2 separate regions of the Sus scrofa genome follow, and region 1 is linked to region 2. A link is a contact called in public Hi-C data. All regions are on one chromosome and are shown on one strand. Each heading gives the region's core, a stretch centred on a gene start, on an enhancer-like site or on the middle of the called end of the contact. The rest is flanking DNA. Distances are from core to core; before and after follow the strand shown.

Region 1 (7,510 bases), core at 976-3,475, 160 kb before region 2:
GCTGTGACTTTGATTCGACCCTTAGCCCAGGAACTTCCATATGCTGCAGGTCTGGCAATAAAAAAGAAAAAAAAAAAGTTCAAAAAAAGGAAAGAAAAAAGAAAAAAAATCCCTCCTAGGGTGTTTTAGGCATTGCTGTAGTGAGTGGGGAGATATAAATACAAATTCACCTCTGGGCCCCACAAGTAAAGAATGACTTGGGGAAGAGCCCCTGGATCCTAAAGCTGACAGGACAGCTAGCACTTTGGTCTCCTTGACTTTGGCTTGGAAGGGACAAGTGCGGGGTGCCCCTTTCCTCACCCTTGCCCTTATCTCCTTCCTCTGCTTGGAGCCGGAACGTGCTGGGAAGCTTACAAGCAAATGCATCAGAAAACTCTGGAGGTGGCGGCTGGAAGGAAGATGGCTCACGTGCAGTATCAACAGACGATATTAAGCTTGAGTCATCAGTGCTAATTTGGGGCGCCATGCTTCCAGCTGTGCATGCTCAGCCACTCGGCCCCACCCAGTCAGACATGGGCACAATGAATCACAGACCCTTGGTTAGCATGAGTGAGTGTGTATGCTTATCTGTGTACATGCTGGTTGGGTGACTGACGTCAGGGTGTCCATATCCTTCAAGGGGGCAGCGAGAGCACGGATCAAATGTCTCATTTGCCTTCGGATGCTCAAAAGTGCCTCCCTGGCATGGGGCCTCACACACTGAACCATGCAAAAAGGATTTGTGGAAGAGGTGAAAGAACTTCTATGGAAGTCAGCTAGACTCAGCTTTATACAAAGAGATGTTGTTGAGAAGAGACTGGAAGTTCTAACATCTTAAGGGTGGCCCAGGGAGAAATATGGCCATTTAAGGAAAGCCATTGTGCAGAGTCCCCATTGTGGTGCAGGGGAAACGATTCCAACTAGGAACCATAAGGTTGTGGGTTCAATCCCTGGCCTCACTCAGTGGGTTAAGGTTCTGGCGTTGCCATGAGCTGTGGTGTAGGTTGCAGATGCGGCTGGGATCTGGCATTGCTGTGGCTGTGGGCTAGGCCGACAGCTATAGCTCCCATTAGACCCCTAGCCTGGGAACCTCCATATGCTGTGGGTGCGGCCCTAAAAAGACAAAAGGCAAAGAAATAAACACATACAAAAATTAAAGCCATTGTGGTAAGGCTCTCAGCAGGAGCCTAAGCTGCAGCCAGATCAGAGCCTCGTAGGCGGGTTGGCGGGTGAACCTCCCAGGAGAAAGAAGCCTCCTGCACATGAACTTATCCCACGTCAAAGGGGACCATGCAGGCCAACCCGGCCCCATGAATAAGCCTCCGTCATCAGTGGGGGGTTGTGGCTCCAGAGACGGCACAACGTCTGCCACTTGGCTTTGACCCCAGATCAGCTCGACACGTCCTTGGCTTTGACCCCAGATCAGCTCGACACGTCGACATTAAGCAAGTCACCTGGTCATGCTCACTCAAGGGACAGCGCAGCTTAGAGCTCAGGTTCTGAGGTCACCATAGACCGGGTCTAAGTCCTGGCTCTACCTTTGGGCAGCAGACTTCCGTTTCCTAAGCTATCAAATGAGTAGTACCCACCATATTGCAGTGAGGATGAAATGAGATGCATGTCAGTCATGGAGCACCATGCCTGGCACCAGAAAACCAATGAGTGACGGTCATTGTCACCATCAAAACTGACCCTAACAGAGTAGCTAAGTTTCTTCCAGTCCTCAGGGTCCTTAACAGTTCTTTGACTATGACCTTAATTTCCAGAACAAGGAAACTGAATAACAAAAGCGGTCAAATGAGTTTTCAGAAGGAGGCCTAAGGATGAAGGCATTTATCTCCTGGAGGTCGAGACGATGTCCTCCTAAGAAGTATCATTTCTTTACCACGCTCACACTGTGTGTCACTAGCTCCCACCGCTGGGACCAAAGGAGTTTGCCCTCTGAAATTTACAAATTTGTGGATCTAAACCAAACCCACAAATCTGCTCTGGGAATGCATGTTTAGAACAGACATGAATCACAGCCCTGGGCTGTTTCTTTGTCTTGGAACATTTTCCATGAAAGTATTCTTTTCACTTTGCTGAAGGACAGGATGTTCCAAATCAGTGAATCACTTTTATTTATAAAATGGAAGGGATGAATGACATCAATGAAATTGGTAGACAACGGATCTCCAAAAACTACAGCCACAGAGCTCAGGAATTTCAGACATTAGGCTAAAAGCTGGAGGACTGGCTGAGCATCTTCTCCGCAGGTCCCTACCCACCTCATCTGCAGTAGTCAGGTAGCCACCCTTCCCTCATCCCTGTAGGAGATGGAAGGTTTCATTTCCCGCGAGGCTGCACCAGAGATCTGTACCCAGGAGCCTGGGCAGTGTGAGGACAGGGACCTTTACTGAAAACAGGAATTTGGGGGGTTCCCCTTTTGGCTCATTGGGTTAGAACTCTGACTAGTATCTATGAGGACACGGGTTCGATCCCTGGCCTCGCTCACTGGGTGAAAGGATCTGGCATTGGCGTGAGCTGCGGTGTAGATCGAAGACGCAGCCCAGATCTGGCACTATGGCTGTGGTATAGGCCGGCAGCTGTATCTCTGATTTGACCCCTAGCCTGGGAACCTCCATATGCTGTGGGTGCAGCCTGTAAAGACAGGGGGGAAAAAAAGGAAAGGAAGAAAACGGGAGTTTCTAGACATACAGGTGGCCAGCAGGCACATGAAAAGACGCTAATCACTAATTATTAGAGAAATGCAAATCAAAACCACAATGAGGTATCACCTCATACAGGTCAGAATGGCTATCATCATGAAGTCTACAAACAGTAAATTCTAGAGAGGGTGTGGAGAAAAAGGAACCCTCCTTCACTGTTGGCAGGAATGTAAATTGATGTAGCCACTATGGAAAACAGTATGGAAGTCCCTTAAAAACTAAAAATAGGGAGTTCCCCAGTGGTCTAATGGTTAAGATTTGGTGCTTTTGCCCCTGCAGCCTGGGTTCAACCCCAAGCTGCTACATGCCATGGCCAAAAAAATAAAAATAAAAAATGTTTTGAAATCAAAAAGAACTAAAAATAAGCTACCATATGATCTACCAACCCTATTCCTGAGCATATATCTAGAAAAGATGATTAATTTGAAAAGATACATGCATCCTGATGTTCACAGCAGCACTATTTTGCCAAACATGGAAACAACTCTAACGCCCATCAACAGATGAATGGATAAAGAAGGTGTGGTACAGATGTTCCCTGGTGGCACAAGGGATTAAGTATCTGGTATTGTTGCATGTATGGTGCAGGCCACGGCTACAGCTCGGGTTTGATCCCTGGCCAAGGAACTTCCACATGCTGAGGGTATGACCAAAAAAAAAGATGTGGTGTGGTTTATATATAATGGAATATTACTCAGCCATAAAAAAGAATGAAAACTGTTATTTGCAGCAACATGGATGGAACTAGAGATTATAATACTTTATTTTTTAATACAGCTGCACCTGCTGCATATGGAAGTTCCTTGGCTAGAGGTCTAATGGGAGCTGGAGCTACAAGTCTATGCCACAGCCATGGCAACACCAGATCCAAGCTGTACCTGTGAACTCTGCTACAGCTTGTGGCAATGCCAGATTCTTAACCCACTGAGTGAGTCCAAGGATTGAACCCACATCCTCACAGAGACAACGCCAGTTCCTTAACCCACAGAGCCACAACAGAAACTCCTGAGATTATCATGCTAATTGAAGGAAGTCAGACAGAGAAAGACAAATACTATACATTACCTTACATGTGGCATCTAGAAAACAGTACAAGTGAATCTATATACAAAACAGAAACAGACTCACAGGCATAGAAAACAATCTTATGGTTACCAAAGGAGAGAGGAGGGAGAAGGATAAATTAGGAGTGTGTGATTAACACACACAAACTACTGCACATAAAATAGGTAAGCAACAAGGATTTACTATATAGCACAGTGCCTATATTCAATCTTGTAATAACCTATAATGGAAAATGATCTGAAAAAAATACATATAACAGAAGCATGTTGCTGTACACCTGCAACTAACACAATATTGTAAATCAATTATACTACAGTTTTAAAAATGGAGAAAGAACTATACAACAAATGTTGAGACACCACCCCCCAGCCCAGCCCCTTCCCTACTCAATTACCAGAACACCAGCAACTAGCCCCACACTAGCAACTGCCTGTACCCCAGGCAGGAGGCTGAGGAGTCATTCTGAAGTACATGACGTGATCAAGAGAAAGCCTAACTGATGCAAACATTTATGAGCTACACAGAGGAAAAGCCAGTCCTCATCTCATTAGTCTATTGTGAAGTTCACCTGGAAATCATCCCCACCTGCATTAGTTTCCTGTTGCTACCATAACAAATTACCATAAATTTGGTGGCTTAAAACAACAGAATTTTATTTTATTATTACCATTATTTTTGTCTTCTTTTGCCTTTTCTAGGGCCGGGCCCGCAACATATGGAGATTCCCAGGCGAGGGGTCTAATCAGAGCCATAGCCACAGGCACAGCAACGCGGGATCCGAGCTGCGTCTGCAACCTACACCACAGCTCGCGGCAACGCCGGATCCTCAACCCACTGAGCAAGGCCAGGGATCAAACCCGCAACCTCATGGTTCCTAGTCGGATTCGTTAACCACTGCGCCACGACAGGAACTCCTTGAAACAACAGAATTTTATTGTCTCATAGTCCTAGAGGCCAGAAGTCCCAAATCAGTTACACTGAGCTGAAATCAAGGTGTTGGGAAGCTGTGGTCCCTAAGATTAGGATTAGATTAGGATTCCCTTAAGACCCACCCCCGGCCCCTCCCAGTTCCTGGTGGCACAGCCTTCCTTGGCTTGTGTTCTTAAAAGTGTCCTTTTAAGAGGGAAACAGAGGAAATTTGAGAAGGGAGGAAAAGGCAGTGTGACCAGGAGGTGGAGATTGGAGGGAAAAGAAAAAAAAAAAAAAAAAAGAAAAAAAATTTCACCTTTATTGGCTATCTGAATTTCTTATTTTATGAATTGTTCATTCACTGCCTTTATCTGTTTTACTTTTTCTTTTCCTTTTTACAGCCACACCTGCAGCATATGGAAGTTCCCAGGCTAGGGGTCGAATCAGAGTTGTAGCTGCCAGCCACAGTCGCAGCCACAGCAATGTCCTCATGAATGCTAGCCATGACGGGAACTCCCATTGCCTTTATCTCTTAAAATGTGTTATCTCTGGAAAAGATGCTTTATCCTAAAATTAGATATATGCTAATATATTTTCTCCTGATTTTATAGTTTCAAAAGTATTTAATTCTTTAATTAACATGGACATTATTTTAACATGTAGTATAAAGAATCTATTTTTTCCAAGTTAATCAACTATCTAGCATGAAATATTTCTTCCTTTCTCCCTACTGATTTGTCATACCATCTTTACCAAATATAAAAATCTTATATATTCTAGAGCCTTTGAGCTCTGTTTTGTTGTTGTTGTTGTTGTTTGTTTTTTTTTTTAGGGCCATACCTGCGGCACATGGAAGTTCCCAGGCTAGGGGTCAAGTTGGAACTGCAGTTGCTGGCCTATACCACAGCCACAGCAACACTGGATCCAAGCCATGTCCACAGTCCACACCACAGCTCACAGCAATGTCAAATCCTCAACCCACTGAGCGAGGCCAGGGATCAAACCGCATCCTCATGGATACTAGTTGGGTTCGTAACCTGCTGAGCCACGGTGGGAACTCCCTGAGCTCAGCTACCTATCTTCTTTCTGATGTTTGCTGTTACGTCCTTCCCCACAGGTTTCTATTTACAAATAAATAACTATAGTCCATTAAAGCACCCCAAAATAACCATATTTTCTCATTCCTTCTTTTTTAATTTTTGGCATCCTACTGATTACTTCTCGGAAAGAGTTCATTTCTGTCAAACACAGGTCCATGTATTTGAAAACTTTTAGACATAGAAAGAATTTTCACATTTTTTAAAGGAAAGAAATTAGGAATAATTTTCCTTCTTGCTATTAACAGCGATCTACTGAATATCTCTGATGATTGTAATGATTAATTAATTCAACAAACACTATGTGCCAGCTGTTTTCCTACATGCTCGGTCTACAAGACAAAAACAGACAAAAATCCCCACCTTCATGAAGCTTACACTCTGGTGGGGGAGACAGATTAAAAACGGGATACGCACATTTTTAAATGTACTGCCTCAGACAGTGCTGAGCACTATGAGAAAAATAAACCAAGAAAGAGGGGCGGGCAATTCTGAACAGGTGACTAGGGATGACCTCAATAAGGTCATATGAGTCAAGACCTAAAGAGAGTGGAGGAGCCTCTACTTTTCTTCTATAACGTGACACAAACGGGTTACTTACACTGAAATCCCCAGTGTATCTTCAGATATATTTTAAGTATATCTGAAAGCAGTTACCTTAATCATTCATTGCTTTTCCACTACAATGAGAGGGGATGTTCATCAGGATCAAAAGGAACCACTGCCCATTTTAAACATTAAATTCATCATGAGTTAACTGTCGGCCGACATACTTACAGGAGTGAAGCAGCCTGTTGGAAATCTTTGAACTGTAGAACGAAATATGAAGCTCCTAAATTTGAAAAGAGAAGATATGTTTTTCTACATCTTTTAATGTGAGGATCTTTAACATATTCTCTATCATTAAATATTAAAAAATGCTAATCTGGATATGATGGTTATAAATGAGGTTTAAAAGTCATTAGTGTTGGTTGTTAAGTATGTAAATAGAAAGGCATGAGTGAAATTAGTAAAAGCAATGTAATAAGCATACAATTACCTGGAAGCGTACTTAGGAACTGGTGCAGGAAGTAGATCGTATTGCCCTGGTGAAAGCTTAACTGACTACAAACAATGGACAAAAACACCAATAATAGATTAATATAGCTCTCAAACTAACTTTATTATCTATCATTCATAAGCCTTTATTTTGTGACCATGCAGCATGACTTCTTTTCTTTTTTTTTGTCTTTCTAGAGCCGCACCGCGGCATATGGAGGCTCCCATGCTAGGGGTCTAATCAGAGCTGTAGCCCTCAGTCTACGCCAGAGTCAGAGAAATGAGGAATCTGAGCAGCATCTATGACCTACACCACAGCTGACGGCAATGCCAGACCCTTAACGCAATGAGCGAAGCTAGGGATCAAACCGGCAACCTCGAGGTTCCCAGACGGATTTGTTAACCACTGAGCCACAAGAGGAACTCCAACATGATTTATTTTCTATTTTACTAGTGGAAATGGTATATTTTCAAAGGCAGAGATTCAAAATATTCAACAGATACTCAGTTTTCATGGTGAATTTTATGACTGTATGCCTGCAATAGTGTATAGAAAAATGCTGTACAATTAATCATATTTTAAATGTACTAGACTCAACAAATCCAACTGACAACCAATTAGTGAAATACAAATCAATTTCTCTGATCCCTGGCTCAGGAACTCCATAATGCCTTAGTGTGACCAAAAAAGAAAAAAAAAATAAGAAAACAATC
Region 2 (7,887 bases), core at 2,208-4,707:
TCCCCTCAGCTTAAGCAAGAGACAGATGTTTAAAACTATTAAAGAAGGGAGTTCCCGTTGTGGTGCAGTGGTGGCAAATCCTGCTGGGGGCCATGAGGTTTCAGGTTCAATCCCTGGCCTTGCTCAGTGGGTTAAAGATCTGGCATTGCCTGTGGTACATATAGGTCGCAGATGCAGCTCGGATCTGGTGTTGCTGTGGCTCTCGCGTAGGCCTGCGGCTACAGCTCCAATTGGACCCTTAGCCTGGGAACCTCCATTGCCACAGGTGTGGCCCTAAAAAGACCAAAAAAAAAAAAAAAATCTGTTTTAATAGCACTTTAAACATGGGGCTCTTTGACTGAAAATCAAGTCCATTCTTGATTTTATTTGAAATTGTTGGACATTCATTGCAGCAATATATTTTTGTGTTTTAGTCAATTCTCCAGTGTTCAGGGCTGATTATATGTAAATTTTCTGGCCACGCCCCAGCATATGGAAGTTCCCAGGCCAGGGATCAAACCCGTGCCACAGCAGTAACCTGAGCCACTGCAGTGACAGTGCTGGAACCTTAACCCGCTGCACCACCAGGGAACTCCAGGGATGATCTTATTGTTGGTGATTCATCCAGAGTCCTCGTTCTTTGGGCCACATTGCTAATGGTAAACTGCCGTGAATGCACCTACCAGAGACCATGCAGGCTAAGCGGAGGAGAGGAGATCAATCAGTCCTATTTACAGTTAATCAGCAGCTCTGATGAGAGAAGATATTGAAAATGCTATTATAGCTAAAGATACTTTTTTTTTTTTTTCTTTATAGGGCCGCACTTGTGGCATATGGCGCTTCCCAGGCTAGGGGTCCAATCAGAGCTGTTGCCGCTGGCCTATACCACAGCCACAACAACTCAGGATCTAAGCCACGTCTGCGACCTATACCACAGCTCATGGCAACGCCGGATCCTTAACCCACTGAGCGAGGCCAGGGATTGAACCCACGACCCCATAGTTCCTAGTTGGATTTGTTTCTGCGGTGCCACAATGGGAACTCCAACATATATATTTTTAACTTTGTTGTGTATTTAAGTTATTCTGGCCTTCTCTTACTGTGGTAACTGTGAAACAACAACACATAGTATGCTTTCCTGAGTGCAATGATAACAACAATTCTTTTCTGTAAAAACAAACAAAACAAAAATGACCTGTACCTGCCAGCAGTCACTTCCCATTCCTCCTTCCCCTGAGCCCCTGGCAGCTGCTAATCTATCTTCTGTCTCTATAGATTTGCCTATTCTGGACATTTCATATAATCAGGCTGATACAATATGGTTTTGTGACTGGCTTCTTTTACATAACCTGTTTTCAAGGTCCATGCATGTTGTAGCAAGGATCAATACTTCATTTCTTCTTTTTTTTTTTGCTTTTTAGGGCCACACCCGAGGCATATGGAGGTTCCCAGGTTATGGGTCTAATCGGAGCTGCAGCTGCCAGCCTACGCCACAGCCACAGCAATGCCAGATCCAGGCCTCATCTGTGACCTACACCACGGCTCACAGCAATGCCAGATCACTGACCCACTGAGCAAGGCCAGGGATTGAACCTGCTTTCTCATGGATACTAGTCAGGTTCGTTTCCACTGCCCTACAATGGGACCTCCCAGCACTTCATTTCTTTTTGTTGCTGAATGAGATTTCCAATATATGGATATACTGCATTGTTTTATCCATTCATCAGTAGTTGATGGACACTTGGTTGTTTCCAATGAGTAGTTTTTAAGGAAGCCTGATCTACGTTGAGTTCAATATTATTATAAACGCTATTTCCTGTCTCCTCTCTTCTTGCCATAGAACTCCCCTAGGAAGAGGTATACTCTGTTGCTGCAGTGCAGTATTTTATCTTTTGTTCTCTAAGCATGAAATCAGCTATAGGGGTCTGCAATGATCACAGGAAGGTTCCCCCCCCCCCCCCCCCCCCCCGTCATGAAATTTCCCCCCTGGGCACTTTTTCTTGGTGTTCAGGCAATGTGGCTATTATTGCAAGCCTACCCCCAGTGAGCTTGTTAGAATTCCCTCCCAGCTCTGGATACTGCAGAGAAAGCCTTTCACAACCTCCTGTTTTCAAGCTTATTGATAGCAGATGTTTTTAACCCAGTCATTTAAAGGAAATGATTGCCTTGTCCCGGCCTAGGGATGAAGTAAATGACCATACTTGATGGGTTACTTGCGGAGAAGAGGCAGCATTGTATGTGAGGAGAGCAAAAATGATGACCAAGGAGTTCTTTTAAGAAACCACATTACTCAGCCAATCAGCCTGCAAGTATTCAGCCCTCGTGTGGTCCTGGCCCTGCATCAGACTTTGTTGGGGATACTGCACATCACTTACTTTTAAAGACCTCATGGGAGTTCCCGTCATGGCTCAGCGGTTAATGAATCTGACTAGGAATCATGAGGTTGAGAGTTTGATCCCTGGCCTCGCTCAGTGGGTTAAGGATCCAGTGTTGCCGTGAGCTGTGGTGTAGGTTGCAGATGCAGCTCAGATCTGGTGGTGTTGTGGCTGTGGTGTAGGCTGGCGGCTGAAGCTCCGATTACGCCCCTAGCCTGGAAACATCCATATGCCACAGGTGTGGCCCTAAAAAGACAAAAATAAAGACCTCATGGCCTGAAGGAAGGCTATGAAATATCATGGTAAAAGGTGACTCCCCCCCAAAAAAAGAAATGTGTATGTATGGATGATTGAGTCACTTTGCTATACAGCAGAAATTGGCATAACATTGTAAATCAACTATACTTTAACAAAAAAAATTTTTAAGGCGTTCCCATAGTAGCGCAGCAAAAATGAATCCTACTAGAAACCATGAGGTTGTGGGTTTGATCCCTCAGTGGGTTAAGGATCCGGCATTGCCACGAGCTGTGGCATGTGGCTCGGATCCTGTGTTGCTGTGGCTGTGGCACAGGCCGGCAGCTGTAGCTCTGATTAGACCCCTAGCCTGGGAACCTCCATATGCTGTGGGTGCGGTCCTAAAAAAAAAAAAAAAAAAATTAAATGATCAAAAGGCCCCAGTTTCTATAGTATAGACAAGAAAATTGCTTTGCACATAGAAAAGAAGCAAATGTTATGCCAGCGAGACCAAAAGTCTAAACTCTTGAAAGGGAACAATAACTGCCAATAAGAGAAGTGTAAAGCAACTACACCTCTGGTTCATTTACTAGGAAATGAATAAGAAACTGTTACAGAACCAGACTCGGGTCTGCTTGCCCATTCGATGAAACCAATCTCCACACACTAGGTTGTGGTGAAGGAAAGCAGTCTTTATTGGAGGGTGCTGAGCAAAGAGACAAGGGAGCCAATGCTTAAAAAGCCCAAACTCCCTAAAGGCTTGCAAAAAAAAAAAAAGCTTTTTAAAGGCAGGGTGAGGGAGGGGGGTGTGGCGTGCATGATCAGCTCATGTACATTCTTCTGATTGGTTGGTGGTGAGGTAATTGGGATTTAGCATCATCAACCTTCCGGTTCCAACTGATCTGGGGACGAAGTGCTTGTGGGCAGCAGACAGTTAACTTCTTCCACCTGGTGGGGGTTTCTGTATCTGCAAAAATGAGGCAGAATTGACTCAGGAGAGTTAAGCGTCTCTTTTATTGAAAGTTCTCCCCATATTGTGAGCTCTCAGCATCAGCGGAGCCATAAAAGCTTGGAGATTAACAAACATACCTAAGTATTTCTAGCATTTTTCCTTTTATAAGGCAGGGGAGTAGCCTTTGGGGGACAAGCAAACACCATCTAGGAAATAAAATTTGTATGTAAACAATGCTTTGCCAGCTTTCTTCTTAAGGAAGAAAATGTCAGAGAGTCATCAGTGGAGACTGAATACTCAGTTCAAACAGGGGCATAGATGCTTGGGAATAGCCATAGCTTGGCTAACTGGCTAATGAGAGTAACTGTGCAATGTTTTAAACACAGAAGAAGGTAATATCATCATCATTACCATCATGAGGTAATACAGCTTTTTCAGAAGAAACTTTTTTTTTTTTTGCTATTTTAGGGCAGCACATGGAGGTTCCCAGGCTAGGGGTCAAATCAGACTTGTAGCTCCTGGCCTATGCCATAGCCACCCCAGATACTTAACCCACTGAGCGAGGCCAGGGATTGAACCCACAACCTCATGGTCCCTAGTCGGATTCGTTTCTGCTGTGCCACAAAGGGAACTCCAGAAGTGAGTAACTTTTGATGTTTGTTTCAAAAACACTATAAATTAAGCTCTCAAGGAAAAATATTCAACTGACATAAGGCATCTCTGCTATCTAAGCAGATTACATGGGAAGTAAATAATTTTTTACTGCTTTTAGTGAAAAGCACAGTGAAAATTCCAAGGCCAAATTTGAACCAGATATCTTCTCTTTATCACATGTAATTTATTTTTACTTATTTTGACATTTCTATCTGTATATATATTTAAACATACACCAAAAAAAAAACCCACATACAATTATCAAGTTAGATCACAATCTTAGCTTTAAAATATTATTAACCTTACCTCACAAGACAAAGTATAATGTATACTAAATTGACATACTCCTTTACTGGTACTTTTTTTAAAAAGGTAAAAATCTTGGTGACTCTGTACTTCTCTACCTCTCCACGAATTTTTTTTTTTTTTTTTTTTTTTTTTTTGGTGTTTTTGCCTTTTCTAGGGCCGCTCCTGCAGCATATGGAGGTTCCTAGGCTAGGGGTCTAATTGGAGCTGTAGCCACCGGCCTACGCCAGAGCCACATCAATGCGGGGATCCGAGCCGTGTCTGCAACCTACACCACAGCTCACGGCAACGCCAGATCGTTAACCCACTGAGCAAGGGCAGGAATCGAACCCGCAACCTCATGGTTCCTAGTCGGATTCCTTAACCACTGCGCCACAACGGGAACTCCACTGCACCATGACGGGAACTCCACGAATTTTAATATTCTTAAAAATATTCCGGGACTTCCTGTTGTGATACAGCAGGTTAAGGATCTGGTGTCATCACTGCAGCCACTTGGGTTCGGTCTCTGGCCTGGGAATGTCCACATTCCACTGGCATGGGGAAAAAAAGAAAGCAAAAAGGAGTGGGGGGAGAGTTCCTGTTGTGACTCAGCGGGTTACAAATGCAACTAGTATCCATGAGGATACGGATTCGATTCTTGGCCCTGCTCCATGAGTTAAGGATCTAGCGTTGCTGGAAGCTATGGAGTAGGTCATAGAGATGCAGCCTGGATCTACCAATGCCATGGCTGTGGCATAGGCCAGCAGTGCTAGCTCTGATTCGAACCCTAGCCTGGGAACTTCCAGATGCTTCAAGGACGGTCCTAAAAAGCAAAAAAAAGAAAAGAGGAGTTCCCCTCGTGGCGCAGTAGTTAACCAACCCAACTAGGTAACCATGAGGTTGCGGGTTCGATCCCTGCCCTTGCCCAGTGGGTTAAAGATCTGGCGTTGCCTGGAGCTGTGGTGTGGGTCACAGATGCTGCTTGGATCCCACGTTGCTGTGGCTCTGGCATGGGCCGTTGGCTACAGCTCCGATTCGACCCCTAGCCTGAGAACCTCCATATGCCACGGGAGTGGCCCCAGAAAAGGCAAAAAACCAAAAAAAAAAAAAGCTGAAGTAATGAAATCTGAAGGGTTTGAAACATTATTTAAGTGTCGCAAGAACCAATCCATTTCTTTCCTTCTTCGTTAACACATTTGTGGTCATAATTCAATTTAATTGAACACACATGTTTACATTCTCAAATATTTTGTTGAAACAAGGATAATTTGTCTAACCTGTATAACCTGTAAAATTGGTCCTAAGGGGGAGGGGGTTGGGGGAGGGATAGAGTGGGAGGTTGGAGTTAGCAGATGTAAGCCGTTATATATAGAATGGATAAACAACAGCTCCTGTACAGCACAGGGAACTGTATGTAATATCCCATGATAAACCATAATGGAAAAGAACATTAAAAAGGAATGTACATATATGTATAACAGAATCACTTTGCTGTGCAACAGAAATTAACACATTGTAAGTCAGCTATACTTCAATTTAAAAAAAAAAAAATTACTGCCTGGAGGGTGGGGGGGGAAGGGAGTGGGAGGGATCGGGAGCTTGGGGTTAACAGATGCAAACTATTGCTCTTGGAATGGATTTACAATGAGATCCTGCTGTGTAGCATTGAGAACTGTGTCTAGATACTTAACATCGCAACAACGGGAGGAAAAAGTATGTATACGTGTACGTGTACCTTGGTCCCCATGCTGTACAGTGGAAAATAAATAAATAAATAGAAATTAAAACTCAAAAAAAAAAAAATTAGTTTCCCATAGTGGTTCAGCGGTAATGAACTTGGCTAGTATCCATGACAACACAGGTCCGATCCCTGGCCTTGCTCAGTGGGTCGAGGATCCGGCGTTGCCGTGAGCTGTGGTGTAGGTCGCAGACCCAGCTCGGATCTGGCGTTACTGTGGCTGTGGTGTGGGCCGGTGGCTAGAGCTCCTATTCGACCCCTAGCCTGGGAACTTCCATAGGCCACAGATGCAGCCCTAAAAAGACAAAAATAAATAAATAAATAGAAAAGTCCGATTAGCTAGGTTTTCCAAAGAAAACAAAACAAAAAAATCCCCAAATCTTCCCTAAAACGAGTTGTACAATTATATTACATGCCACACTGTGATAAAATCAGGATGAAGCATACAGCTGATTTTAAACCAAAATTACGAAATCTTATCTGTTCAGGATTCACCTCTATTAAGACTGTGCACGTGGATCCAGATATAAGTCCCCTTTCGTTTATCAAATATTCAAAATACTTCAGAGAAGTTTTTAATGACTGTGTATTGACTGTTTTCTAATTTTCAGTATTTGTCTTCAAAATGCTTTTGTATTTGAGGCCTTGATCCTGGACAGACTGCCCCTCCCAGGACTAGCTAATTCCTAGAGAGCAACTCCCACCCCCAAGCCCATATATCACACCTTTGATATACAAACTAACCCAGAGCCCACACCCCCAACCATCTCTTTTAGCAAATTGTCACATACCAAGTCAGTATTCCCCTGGCACTAAGTCACCTCAAGCCTAGATAGCAGACAATTAGGGACCACATTCTCAGCCCAGAGCCCATCAAAATCAAGCGATCTAGGAGTTCCCGTCGTGGCGCAGTGGTTAACGAATCCAACTAGGAACCATGAGGTTGCGGCTTTGGTCCCTGTCCTTGCTCAGTGGGTTAACAATCTGGCGTTGCCGTGAGCTGTGGTGTAGGTTGCAGATGCGGCTCGGATCCCATGTTGCTGTGGCTCTGGCGTAGGCTGGTGGCTACAGCTCCGATTGGACCCCTAGCCTGGGAACCTCCATATGGAGCGGCCCAAGAAATAGCAAAAAGACAAAAAAAAAAAAAAAAAAATCAAGCAATCTAATTCTAAGCTGACTCAACAAACCTATCCTCTTTCGCCCATTCCTTCCCTGAAGACCCCAGTAAAAGCTATGTGTCATCCTCCTCCCTCCTGTCGCCTGACCCTGCTGCTTCTCCATGTGGCCCTGCATGGTAGGCTCTGCCTCCTATTTCTAGGGGTCTGTGAATGTAAACCTCCACCATGACAAACATTTCCACGTTTGGGTGTCATACTACACTCGATTGAAACAAATCCTCAGTACATTTTTAGAAAAGACTGCTGATGTTAGCTTGATACTTAGCTGCATTTCCTTCTCTTGAGACCCCATAATGAGTACAAAAGACGGATGCCTATGATCTGCTAACCCAGCTTTCCCCAGTGAAGCCAACCACAGCTATGCAGGGCTACATCACAGATGGTCATAAGGGGTCAACTTCATCTCCTCTGCGGGGAAGGGGCAAAGGTTTTTCTTATTTACAGATGTAGCAAACAAGAACCACAAGCATGGGAGTTTCTGTTACGGCG

The links. Hi-C and Micro-C count contacts between places; a contact is called where the count stands out from the background.
Region 1: a Hi-C map of fibroblasts shows a contact between it and region 2, with 2.6 times the contacts expected there. The contact joins two enhancer-like sites. A contact is called at or near these places in 1 of 47 Hi-C or Micro-C datasets (fibroblasts) and 1 of 2 datasets of contacts at active chromatin or transcription factors (alveolar macrophages).

The regions. Positions count from the first base shown.
Region 1 is chr3:93,412,061-93,419,570 of Sscrofa11.1, reverse strand. STPG4 reads right to left here. Exons shown (of 7, transcript XM_003481221.4): 4 at 6,798-6,862; 5 at 6,536-6,590. Among named protein-coding and RNA genes, the nearest start is that of STPG4, 29 kb to the right of the region's middle. Within about 2 kb of position 2,225, at least 6 of the 83 cell types and tissues checked have an H3K27ac peak or open chromatin away from gene starts, as enhancers often do.
Region 2 is chr3:93,252,676-93,260,562 of Sscrofa11.1, reverse strand. No RefSeq gene overlaps it. Among named protein-coding and RNA genes, the nearest start is that of EPCAM, 71 kb to the right of the region's middle. Within about 2 kb of position 3,457, at least 30 of the 83 cell types and tissues checked have an H3K27ac peak or open chromatin away from gene starts, as enhancers often do.